Linked DNA regions of Mus musculus: region 2 is linked to region 1. The links are chromatin contacts, called in public Hi-C maps. All regions are on one chromosome and are shown on one strand. Each heading gives the region's core, a stretch centred on a gene start, on an enhancer-like site or on the middle of the called end of the contact. The rest is flanking DNA. Distances are from core to core; before and after follow the strand shown. Region 1 holds the start of Mrps18a (mitochondrial ribosomal protein S18A). Region 2 holds the start of Klc4 (kinesin light chain 4).

The links. A called contact is a pair of places that touch in the nucleus more often than the background predicts.
Region 2: a contact with region 1 is called in a Hi-C map of CD8 T cells, with 6 times the contacts expected there. The contact joins the promoter of Klc4 here to the promoter of Mrps18a in region 1. A contact is called at or near these places in 1 of 484 Hi-C or Micro-C datasets (CD8 T cells), 1 of 115 datasets of contacts at active chromatin or transcription factors (stem cell-derived neural progenitor cells) and 1 of 9 other capture datasets (liver).

Annotation. Positions count from the first base shown.
Region 1 is chr17:46,109,733-46,112,432 of GRCm38.p6, forward strand. Mrps18a (mitochondrial ribosomal protein S18A) reads left to right here and starts at 1,272. Exons shown (of 6, transcript NM_026768.3): 1 at 1,272-1,397. The coding sequence starts at 1,286.
Region 2 is chr17:46,644,790-46,647,489 of GRCm38.p6, forward strand. Klc4 (kinesin light chain 4) reads right to left here and starts at 1,291. Exons shown (of 16, transcript NM_001357130.1): 1 at 1,186-1,291. Mrpl2 (mitochondrial ribosomal protein L2) reads left to right here and starts at 1,440. Exons shown (of 7, transcript NM_025302.4): 1 at 1,440-1,609; 2 at 2,601-2,700. The coding sequence starts at 1,514.

The DNA of each region.
Region 1 (2,700 bases), core at 22-2,521:
ATGCTCACACAAGGTGTACATCCATGGGAAGAACTTAATGGGTCAGAATCCACTACATCACCCCCAACTGAGTGAGCTCCCTTTTATGATGCATGGGCTAACTGATTGTTTCCAGCTGAAAGGCCACATCTCTCAGCTTCCCTTTCAGACTACGAAGTCATTTCTACTCCTGTAAGGGGCTGTTGCCCATCTTCCCTTGCTGAGAATAAGCATTGTCCCTGCTAAGGACAAACTGAGCCTCTCTTTCTGTCTCTCTACAGCTGCCTTTAAATAACCTAGCATAATGGTGGTGCAGCAACCCGGGCTTTGACACCAAATGTTAGATCTCTTAGGCAGTGTAGGGAGACAGAAGACCGAAAAAGAGGCTAAAGCCTTTTCTCCGCAGAGAGGTCTGTTCATTCCAAAACAGTGAAGGACAAAAGAGGTGCCAATGTGGGAAACGCTGGCAGTGACTCTTTATAGGGGGGGAGGGGGGAGCGGTGTTGTTTCCATTCATAAAGAACTAGGGATGCCCTGGGCTTCCCAGGATGCAGCCACAAGGGTGACTAGGGTGGCCCAGCTTCGCATTCCTCTCTGCACTGGCGGACTGACCAAAGTCATTTGTAGGAATCCTGTCTCCTGACCAAAGCATTCTATAATTCCAAACCCTGCAAGAAATCAGGGAAGTGTATATAAACACAAAGATTGAAAGTGTGTATAAGGGGCTGGAGAGATGGCTCAGCGGTTAAGAGCACCAACCACTCTTCCGAAGGTCCTGAGTTCAAATCCCAGCAACCACATGGTGGCTCACAACCATCTGTAATGAGATCTGACGCCCTCTTCTGGGGTGTCTGAAGACAGCTACAGTGTAATTAGATATAATAATATCTTTGGGCAGGAGAGCAAGCAATGATGGCTCACAACCATCTGTACAGCTACAGTGTACTCATATACATTAAATAACTAGCTAACTAACTAAATAAATAAATCTTTTAGAAAAGAAAAGAAAGTGTGTATTAGCAACAAAGATCGGCAGGTGGGAGGGGTGGTCAACTGTATTCCACCTCTGATGCTGAGGGCCAGAGTCCTTACCATCCCAATCTGTCCTGACAGGTCTAGCCTCAGTCACAAAAGCTGCCCAGCAGGAAGAAAAACTAAGGAAACCGGGTGGCGTGTAATTTACAGACAGAGGAGGTGACAGAAACAGAAGGGATCGGTGACCACGAGAAACCCTCCCGCCGCACAGCGGCTGCGCACACCCCTGCTCCGGAAGCGGAAGTGCACACGCGGTCAGGTGCGTTCCAAGATGGCGGCCCTCAGGGCTCTGGTGTCAGGCTGCGGGCGGCAGCTCCAAGCGTTCCTGGCAGGCCCCGCTGCCACTGGCTGGTTATGGCTTCCAGCTCGCGGGTTGAGAGAAGGTGAGTCCCAGGACCCAGCGACCCCCGGGACTTGAGGAGAGCGTCGTGACACTTCAGCCAGCCGCGATGTGCCCCTCCCTCTCAGCGACTCTGAGACCCGGGAGGTGCGATCCCCCGCGGGCCGCTTAAAGGCTTTACAGACGCTGGCGGGGTGGCTTCACCTCCCGGTTCTCAGTGTCTTCCGAAAGTCAAGGAGAACTGAGAGAAAGACCTGGTCGTTTAAAGATCAAAGAGAAGAATGTCTCAGAGTTCAGAAAAGCTATAAAGGCTGAGTGTTAATTCTCCCATCATTTTCCAAATCGCCTCCTCCTTGGTTAAAGCATGCCGCCAAGCCCACCTTATCAATTCTTCTCTGAAAAATGTGTGATTAAATGGTCACTTTCTCTGCCTAAGCTACGGACTTGTAAGATAGCAGCCAAAGTGCAATGGCAGTTGAACAACTAAGACTTGCTAAATGTTAGGTCTGCATTTCATTAATATTAAATCTGGAAAGGTAACCAGATTCTAGCATCATCTGAGACCTTACTGAAGGTCAAACGCTGTGAGTCTAGCTGTAAAAGGACTGTAAAGGGAAAAAGCACGGCTTCCTTGGGTTCTAACGAGCTATGTATACATCCCCACCAATAAACGGAAGTTATCCGTTTGCATGAAAAAGTACAGTAAGATTCTGTAACCAGAAATAGCAAAGTCAGTTTGAAATTTTCATAAAGAGGATGCTCTTGAACAGGCTCGTAAAAGGATGGAGTTTGGCAGAGTGAAAAGGTCTTTCTGGATATAGTCTTTTCTGTATTCTGTGAGAAGCAGGAAAGGATAAGTGATGTAGATAAAGAAATGATGCGGGAAGGGACTTGTCTTTAAAATTGGCCAACCAGGGAATATTAGTTAAAACTGAGAAATAAGTTGGGCGTGGTGGCTCACAACTTTAATCCCAGCACTCGGGAGGCAGAGGCAGGCAGATTTCTGAGTTTGAGGCCAGCCTGGTCTACAGAGTGAGTTGACAACCAGGGCTATACAGAGAAACCTTGTCTCGAAAAACCAAAAAAAAAAAAAAAAAAAAAAAAGAATGGCAGATAGATAAACTGGGCAGTGGTAGCACCCCTTTAATCCCAGGAGACAGAGGCAGGCAGATTAAGTTCAAGGCCAGCCTGGCCTACAGAGCGAGTTCTAGGAGAGTTCTAGGACAGTTAGGGCTACATAGAGATAACCTGTCTTGAAGATAGAAGAAGGAGAAGGAGAAAGAAGGAAGAAGGATGAGGAGGAAGAAGAAGAAGGAAAAAAGAAGAAAGAGTGGCCAATAAGGGAT
Region 2 (2,700 bases), core at 41-2,540, 540 kb after region 1:
AGCATTGTAAGAATCACAGAGGACTTGTGGGAGAGCTGTGCAGAAAGCAGTGTCCCAATAAAGGGGAAGGACCCAAGGTTAGGGATGTGGGAGTACAGGAAACAGCAGCCGTCATGACAAGGCTCTGGAAGGTTCAAGGTCTTCAGGCTGCATCAGCAAAGGCACTAAGCCCAGCACCTCCCAACCTGCTGATCTCCTTCCAAACCACCTTCTGGCCTCACTCCCCCCCCCCCCCCCCGAATTCAGCCGGTCTTCCTACTTCCTCCAAACTCATCCCTGAAGTCTCCTTACCTGCTTACAGAGCAGAAGCTCTTGGCTTCAGGCGGCTCCCAGGCCAGAGCCCGGAAGAAACTCTGACCTGAAACTAAGGATTTAGAAGGCTTTGTACTGCCCAAAGTCCAGAAGTCCGGCAGTCCCACCCCTTCTCTGTCACCACCTCACAGCCTCTCAGAGGACCTGGCACGGAGCCCCACCCAGGACAAACACCCTCCCTCCTCCAGCCTACAGGTTCTTCAAAGACTTGTACTAATGTCCCTTCTTCCTTAAGTCACTCTCCTCATTCCAGCTCGGTGCAGTTACTTTCTCCCGATAAGGAGACCTGCAGCAAGGGGTGTGGTGTCCCTGAGAAGGGAGACCCGGTTAGGATTCCCAACAGGATTACGGCAATCGCCTCCTTCCATAGCTTTGTCTGACATAATCACCTAACAGGCGCCTTAAAATGTCTCGCAAGTGCCGGATGGTTCAGGGATGCATAGCAGATCTGCTGAGCACAGTGGGGTCACGGAGCAAGGCTCCGAGCGCAGGCTACCGAAGCCTGAGGGCCCACAGTTCAGGAGTGTCTAAGGTTCCTGCCTCGCCCCGAGGGCCGAGGGTGAGGACAGAGTAAGATCGCCAAAGGCTGAGGGGAGAGGAAGGGCAGAGTGAGTGAGAACAGAGTTGCTGCCCGGGACCCGACATCAGACCAGCTCGAGGTCACAGTCAGGGGTTCCCATAGGGGGCGGGGCAGGTTATCCCACTGTCTGGACGCCGAGGGGCGGGGAAGAATCGCGGGGGGGCGGAGTTTTTGAGTCAGTCTAAAGTTTTCTGAGGTTAGTAGGAAGGGACTTATTCATTTGTCCCGGAATGTGGGAATAAGAGTCAGTGTAATCTTAATTCTCAGCCCCAGGGGTACTCCCAAAGACTCACCTGCAGTCTGCCGGTCCGGCTACCGCCTCCGTGGGTGCTGCCCCTTTAAATTTATCATGGCTGCCGCTCGAGGCAATTGTTTTGACGGCTCCAAGGGGCGGGGACTGCCGCCCGTCACGTGACCCGAGCAACCCCCCCCCCCGATGATTGGCTGAGAACTTGTTCTTTGGAGAGGCAAGAAAGCGTGTATCCTGCGGCGCTGCCGTTCTGTGCCCGCCTCTCTCGCGTCATTGGAAAGCGACGGGACCGGGACCGGAACGTCATCCCAGAGCGCCAGGCTCTGGATGAAGGTAAAAGCGAGCACGGCGCGGAGGAGCCCGGCCGGCCCATGGCGCTGTGTGCGCTGACGAGTGCTCTGCGCTCTTTGAGCCTGGCATCCGCGGCCATTACCGCCCGGGTTCCGACTCTGCTCCCTGCTGCCCAGGTAATCCGCTTACCTGGGAACTAGGATTGGTTCTTTCCGCCTGGGCTGTCCGGGATCCCGCAAGGCTAGGCGAGATCACGTGACCTTCGTTCTCCGTCAATCCCGATCTCAGATACGGGCTTCCAAGTGCTTTTGCAAGCCTTTACTAAACAGGTTGCAGAAGTAACATTAAGGTGCCAGCCGTAAACCAGGCAGAGAAGAGGACTGAATTAACCGACCTCCTGAGAGTTCTTATGCACATTTTGGGGATGAGAAACCTGGTCAGCAGTCTTACACCTTCTGGGGCTAGACAGACGGGCTTCGCAACTTGCCCTGCTACTGCAGATTAAACCTAGAGCCTCGCTCATTCTATGCGCTTCCTCTACCTCCTAGAACCAGTGCTCTTAACTGTTTTAATGTACGACTGGGTTATTGCTGATATTAGGGACTGTCGAACAGTGGGTCTGTAGTGGGCAATGGTGAATCACACACACACACAAAAGAAAGAAAGAAAGAAAAGAAAAGAAATTACTGATCTTGCTTCTCTGCATTTCTCAGGCTGAGCATGGCAGAATTTAGCGAATGTATATTTTATAATTCAAGCTAAACCAAACACTTAGTCTACAGCCAGTGGAAAAGCAAAATAATCATTTCCATTCATACTCGAAAATTCCTCAAACCGTGCATTGGGCAAAAGGCACCACTGCTGATGGTGGTGATAGGTGTGTGGAGTTTACCAGCTCTGGAGAAGTGAATTCTTCAGGGAAGGAAAGGTTTCCAGGCAAGAACTTGAAAGGATTTAGAAGATGATGAAAGGGAGACCATTTCCTTGGAGAATTATATCAGAGGTTTACCAAGTGATTACCAAGTAACTGGATAAACACATTACACTGGTATTTGTGAAGGTTGGAGATTAGGGGGCAGCGTTCTGAGATGTTTCTGGGAAGCTAAACTTAGTCTAGGTGCTTTCTTGCTTGGTTCTCTAAAAGAGAATATTTCCTTTAATCCCTAGATACAGAGCAATGTCCTCCTTCAGCTGCCCCCTGCCTTGGTGTCGCCCTCTTACCGCCCAGTGCATATGTCTGCGGACCGCAGTGCCAAGTTTGTGTCCT